Regions from separate parts of the Lactuca sativa genome. Here region 2 is linked to region 1. A link is a contact called in public Hi-C data. All regions are on one chromosome and are shown on one strand. Each heading gives the region's core, a stretch centred on a gene start, on an enhancer-like site or on the middle of the called end of the contact. The rest is flanking DNA. Distances are from core to core; before and after follow the strand shown.

Region 1 (3,538 bases), core at 849-3,348:
AAAAACTTATTTTAGACAACAGGTGCAAGTCCAAAACTTTTTAGACAAGCCACAAAGATCAAATTTGTAATTTTGTCGTTAAATTTATAAATTTAGATCAAATAAAGATGCACTTAGGTGTTGCAAATTATTTTACAAAGAATGGATTCTAAGATTTGGGGTCTACCATATTAGTGACCACTGAACATGTTTTTATTTTACACATAATAAATTACTTTGCTCATAGAAAAAAGCTATTTTAGTCTTAAAATATATAATAAAAAACCAACTCAGCTCAATTGCTTCCACTTATCACTAAAAAATGCTGGATAACCCAAACATCTATCAAACATCGAGTCTGATATGACTTCAACCAAAATGAACAAACTGAAAACCAAAACATGTACGCCAGACTCCACAAGCCAAACACTCCAAAGATACAATTCTAAATGCTATGAATAATAATTAAAAAAAACAAAAACATCTAGATATGAAATGCAAAATCCACATCCAAAACTCTAAATGTCTTTGCATGATTTATAAAACCAAAATACTTGAAACAAAATACATGTCATGAATAACTCAACAAAACTCTCTCAGGATCTAATACAATAAAAGGGTAAATGAAAGACCTTAACATTGATGAACCTTCTACTTAACTCTCAGTTTGCTCCCTCAGCCTTCGAATTGTGCTCCTAACTGTAACAGCACTTGCAGTACTATTATCATTCAAAAACAAAAAACAAAATTATCAGTGAATTAAAAACATTAAAATATAAATCAAAGAAACAAAGAAAATATAAAAAAAATTATTACTTCAATGTGTATGCACCCCCTGCTTTCACTTTCCCACAATCCTTGCAACCCCAGATTCCAACTGCCTTTCTCTTCACAGCATACTGTTTCACCATTTCAAAACAAATACAAAATATTTTCACATAAGCAACAAACATTTTGCAAAAAATACAAATTATTATAAAAATCCAAAAGTAGATGATTTACCTTCCCACAAAACTCACAGAAATACTTGCTGTGCTGGCTGACTTCCATTTTCTTGATCTGTTTACGCAGACTAGCACCATAACGGGTACCTGAAAAAGAAAATTAAAAAACAATATTTAAGTAAAATATTTTCATTTTTTGTAATTTAACAACAAAAAATATTTATATAGATAATTTCTATCATATTAGGAACTTTGTAGCAAAAACATGATACTTACCATACTTTCCGACAATGCCGGCCTTCTTTGTCCTCTTTGTCTGCAAATTAAATTGAATGATGAATATAAAATTAGTATTTAGTTTACAAATTTAAGTTAATAACTGAAGTTAGAAAGTAATGTATTTGAAAATTTTTAACAATAAAGAACAGATGCTAAGGAGGTCGTGAATTTTGGTAATCACTCCCTTCATTACCAATGAAGATTTCAAATTTGAAGACTTGGATTTTTATCTACAAAGCTATAATACTCATCAGATGACGACTGATCCTAATACCAAAAATGTCTTATGTGTGGTACGCATGATGTTTAAAGTGGTTACTTGCAATCGAAATTTGAACAATTTTATAAGCTTCTGAGAATAGCATTCTAAAAAAATCCCAACTTTGGACGTGTTATGCATTCCATGCCGCTTTGATTAGTTAGAACTTAGAATTGCTAAATCAACCGCATATGCTAACGAACTCAAGGTAAGATTGCAAATCTTTAGAAAGAATTGCATCATCGGAACAGCGGAATTGATCCTTGAGCATACAAAGAAATGGAACATCTAATACTTAATTATAATTCATTAATTTGTATAAAAGCGTGTGGATTTTACAGAAGACTATTTGGGAGTAGATGGAGTACGTGCAAATCTAAGAGAAAAACGCGAAACACTAATAGGCATGCTCTGATTCGATTGATGAACAACAAAAATGACTATGCTATAATGTTCTGAAACAGTGAAATCAAAATAAACGATTTACTTGCTATTGCTAGATAATGATGTTCAAGATAGACTATACCATTTCTGAAGATCGGATGAGGAATGTTCGAAACTTGCAGAGAAACAAAGCACGGCGATAAAGAGCTGAACCCTAAATTCTTCATTAATCACGATTTATAGTGGACAGAATCAAGCACGTATTGTGAAAACGATTGGGCTTTTCTTGTTTACGATAAATGATATTGGGCCTAACCCAATAGTGTGATTCTATTTAGTGTTATCTAATTATTATACTATACTTTTTTTTTTTTTTTTTTTATTTTAAATATTCGTATTGAACAAGGTTAAATTATGTATATGTTTGAAAATAATTATACTATTAATATTAAGAAATTAAGTAATCTGATTATTTTTTATGGTTATATTAACTATAAAATATTTATATTATTGATAATTACTATAAAATAATAATAATAAATTAAATAATCTAACTATTTTTTTATGGTTTTTTAAAAAATAACTACTTTAAAATTATTTTTGAAAAATGGGCATTCGGTCTAGAACTCATTCTTGACTCAAATTCTGAAACAGATAAACGGATAAAATGGTCTGACCCGATAATGTGGTCTATTATATATTACTGTCTCGGATCATTCTTACGGACTCATTGTTTCGGACCTCATTTCAAACTCACTATTTCGGACTAAATCAACTTCAAAGAATGTCTTCTTCTAGCAGTGAAGAAATACATTTTATGTGGGTATGTTTCGATTCTTTGTATGATTATATGTTTTTATCTGCGAATATATGTTAAAAATAAGGAATTTTTGTTTTGTTGTATAAATTGATGCAATTACAGATATAAGTCATTTTCCTTAAAAAATTTGTTGTTTTTAAGCTTTTATATGAGTAGATGTGGGTATATGTATGTACTAGACCAGCTAAAATTATAACATAAAAAAAATACTTTCAAACCTATTTAGAACAAATATGGAATACGTTGAACTGATCCGATGTAACGTTCGTAAGATAAGACTAGATGATTAAAGAATAATAGAATAATTATTCATCACGATGATAAACAAATGTTTTTATAGATGACCACACGAAAGTTGTAGGAATCGTAAACGTGAGAACTTGCATATAGAAAACTTTCAAATCCGACTTCATGTAAGAAAGTTATGATTTTTAGAAGTTTCAGCGCAATAGTATACAACATAGAACCCAAAATTAAGAACGGTCGATTGTTAGTCAGAACAATCTAAACGAGAATTGAAGATCTCGTTAATATATATTTGTCGATATAAAGACAGTCGATAACTGATATCTAATGAGAGAGTTATGATTTTTATACGGACTTTATCAATCTAAGCTTATAAAAATATAACTTTAAAAGTAAAGCGAGAACTATCTGAAGATGTCTAAATGAAGGTTGTAGATCTTGTCGATAGCTATGTGTGAATATAAAGAACGTCGAAAACGAAGTTCATATGAAGAAGTTACAGAATTTACAAAATTTTTTACTTGTGCGGTGCACGCTTCTAGAAGGTGGCAACACGGACCACAGAGAAGATGACACATGACACAACGGTTGGGGAGACGTAGCCTTAAGCGCATGAAGCGCACCTTG
Region 2 (3,816 bases), core at 715-3,214, 290 kb after region 1:
GGTGATGTTTAGAGATAAAATAGAATTAAAAGCAACATTAGCACTTTGAAATATAGATTGATGATCATCCTTATATCCTTTTGTAAACTTGAAATTTGCAGAAAAACCGATTAACCGATAACATTTTACTTTGGCGTGTCCTGATTTCTTATAGTGATTGCATGTCAATAATTTATTGCAAAATGAATCTAGTTGATCAACAGAAGCACTCATTGCAATAACATCATGATTAATGATAGGAAATATATTGATCTCACGTTGATGTTTTTCTTTAATGATTAAAACATGAGCAGTAGACAAAGAGGGAAAAGGCTTCATCATATGAATCATTTAAACCCATAAGAAGCTGAACCAAACATTGATCTTCAAGAGATTTTTTTACCTTAGAAGCAGTACCACAATAACTAGCAAGAAATTCTTGAACCATTCACATCTCATCCCTATAATTCATCAATTTTGTATAATAGGTTTGAAAATTGTTAGAACTTTAAGAAATTGAGTCAAGTTTTTGCTGAATTTGATAGATCGAAGCACCGCTTGTTTGCTCATACATTTGGTTGATTTCTATCAAGATTACTAGAAGCAGATTGAAAAAATAAAATGATATCATCAATGTTTTTGTGCAACGAGTTCAAAAGCCATCAACAAAGCATAGAATTCACACGATACCATTATGAATAATTTTGAGAATTAGTTGCAGCTGCAGGTTGAATAATAGAGCCATCAACAAACACTCATTTGTTCTTTGTAGATAGATCAATCACCATTGATCTTTTCCAGCAGCGAATCCAACACCATTGATGACATTGGATACAAGAAGCAAACTAGGATTATCTTAAGATCCTAGATAATATAGGCTTGAAACAGGAATTATAGATGAATCATTGGTGTTAAGAGCATGAATTTCTTTCATTGCAATGAATCAACTGAAAAAAAGAATGATCAAGGAAGAATCGAAGAAGTTTTAAAAAACATAATAAAATTGATGAACAAGATCAAAGAACCATGATTCAATGGAAAACTTCTCATTAATTGATTAAAAAATGAATAACAAGCTACATATATACAACAAATCAACCCGAAACCTTCTAACTAACAATTTCTAACCAGCAAATTCTAACAACCATTATATTAAATTACAAAAATGCTCTTGAGGCCGTTTATTTTGTTATTTACTAAGTTGGTTAACATGTTTTGGTAAGTTATTTATAAAAGAATATAAGGAATTGGTAAATCCTTTTTCAAGACACTATTCTAGTTAGTGGTGCACAAAAAAACCGGTTCACGATCCGAACCAGTGTCCGAGCCGAAAACCGGTTCACATCTGAACCGGTCCAAGCTAGAACCGATCTGATGCCGAACCGAACCGGCGGTTTGAACCAATTCGTATTTCCGAACAACAGGACAGGTTTCGAACCGATTTACAATGAATCGGACTTCCAAACTGGTTTTGGACCGATTATGAACCGGTTTTTGAACCAATTATGAACCGGTTTTTCGAGATGTTTGAAGATGTTTTTTTTTATTATGTAACCTATAATATCCCAAAAAACAAAACAAACAATCAAAAAAATATACAATTTCTGCCGGTTTTTTTTAACATGTTCGAAGAACCGGTTTAAGATGATTCGGTTTGAAGTGAACCGGTTTGCAATAAACCGAACCGGCTTGTATAGGATCGGATAAATTTGATGGTGAACCAGTTTGAAACCGAACCGGTTTAAGGGTGAACCGATGTTGACTTTGTTGACTTGAACCGAACCGGTTCGGAAAAAAACCGGTTTGTACACCTCTTTCTAGTGGACTGTTTTTTCTTTTTTTTCTTAATGCTTATTAAGCCAAATAGTGGGTCATTTTTATGGGCTTTATTCCAGACGTTGGGTCTATGTATATATAAGGCCGATAAGCAGCAGCGCACAACGATTATACAACGATTATGAGGTTTAGTTTAATGGACTCAAATACTTCAATGTCATTTCTATGGGCTTTATTTCTGGGCCTATATATAACATAGACAATCGTCAGCGAAACATACACTGCGTTCTTTGAGGGTTTAGGGTTTATACATCCACACATCCGTCTCGCCCTTTTCAAGGTTAGTTCTCTACATCATCTGTCTACGAATATCATCACTTATCCAGGTAGTTTGATGTCAAATAGTCGGACTCCTGTTTTCTATGCAGATGTCCATTACATGTATGATTTCGCAAGTTTGGTGTTCTCAGATTAGCGAGAAACCTGAATAATCATGTAATTTTTCATCAGATAATCGTAAAAAATTACAGACTTTATGTTTTTATTATGGAAATTTATGCATTAAGGATTTACTCGATAATGACCTGTCTGTTGCTGTTAATTATGTTTTGTAACTGTTAGAATGTCGGTCGATAGGAAATTTGGTAGCTGGAATGCTTGTTTCTAGTTTGAACTTGTGGTATACTCACAAAAGATTTGTTGAATGATATTTCTTAACAGATTACTAGATGGCCATAAAAAAGCCCACACCAGAATTGTTACCTGAAGATCTCGATGTGGAGGCTTCTGAATCGGAACAAGAAACAGATTCTGAATCAGAATCAGAGTCAGAAGGAGATGAAGATATAAAATTATCAGAACCTTCAAAAACCTCCATATACAACAAAGAAGGTCTACTCGATAAACTTAATGACATCACCTGGCCTGAAGACATTGACTGGATCAACAAACTATCACTAGACATCCAACAAGAACAAGAAGTAGATGTCAATGATGACCTGGCACGTGAGCTGGCATTCTACACTCAAGCACTAGAAGGTACACGTGAAGCCTTTCTGAAATTCCAAACCATGGGCCTCCCATTCCTTCGCCCCACAGACTACTATGCTGAAATGGTGAAAACCGATTCCCACATGGAGAAAATCAAGGGAAGACTTTTATCTGAAAAGAGAAGAATGGAAGAAGCTGAAGAAAGAAGAAAGATGAGGGATAATAAAAAGAAGGCTAAAGAAGTACAAGCTGTGAAACAGAAAGAGAGGGTGAAACAGAAGAAAGATGAGATTGAATCTGTTAAGAAATGGAGGAAACAAAGACAACAAAGTGGGTTTGCTGAGAAGAAAGATGGTGACATGGGTTTGCCATTTGAAGGAGGAAAGGAATCAGATACATTTAAGAAGAATAAGAGACAAGGGGTGTCACCATGGGATAGGTCAGGTGGAAAAGGGAAAGGGAAAGAGCAAAAAGGAGGGAATGGAAATGGGAATGGAAAGAGGAAGAGTAGGGAGTTTAGGGATTCAAAGTATGGGTTTGGTGGAAAGAAAGGAATGAAGAAACAAAACACTGCTGAAACTACTAATGATTTTAAAGGGTTTAGAAACAGTGATTCTGGTCAAAACAAGAAAAGAAAGAAGTTTTGAAAGATTTGATGGATGCTTTTCATTGGTGTACTCTATGTTGTTGATCCACATCAGTTTTGTTTGTTTTGGGTCAGATTTTCAAGTTTTAAAATCGATATTTTGTTTTCATTTTGTGGCTTTATTTAAGTTGAATGTTACATTTTACTATTTTAGTTTCATTTAGGAATCAAATGAAGATATGACATTTTGGTTTTGACATATGCAGAGTTATGGAGTGTAGAAGTTCATTTTTCTTTTACTAACTCATAATATCAACTTACTTACATTTTCTTTACAGAAAACACCAATGTACATACAATTCTTTACTCATTATAGCAACGTACTTACATTACATTCCTTCACCGATAATTACCAAATGTAAAAAAAAACATACTTTTCACTTTTACCAAACTATTTTTGTTTAACTGGTGAATGTTGAGCATAT

Evidence for each region. Hi-C and Micro-C count contacts between places; a contact is called where the count stands out from the background.
Region 2: a Hi-C map of leaf shows a contact between it and region 1, with 5 times the contacts expected there. The contact joins the promoter of LOC111895348 here to the promoter of LOC111911417 in region 1. A contact is called at or near these places in 2 of 4 Hi-C or Micro-C datasets (both in leaf).

Annotation. Positions count from the first base shown.
Region 1 is chr6:168,281,691-168,285,228 of Lsat_Salinas_v11, forward strand. LOC111911417 (60S ribosomal protein L37a) reads right to left here and starts at 2,099. Exons shown (of 5, transcript XM_023907197.3): 1 at 1,988-2,099; 2 at 1,200-1,239; 3 at 982-1,070; 4 at 796-878; 5 at 471-698. The coding sequence starts at 1,990. The coding sequence ends at 635.
Region 2 is chr6:168,567,459-168,571,274 of Lsat_Salinas_v11, forward strand. It overlaps LOC111895348 (probable rRNA-processing protein EBP2 homolog), which reads left to right and starts at 1,965. Exons shown (of 2, transcript XM_023891432.3): 1 at 1,965-2,095; 2 at 2,476-3,588. The coding sequence starts at 2,484. The coding sequence ends at 3,392.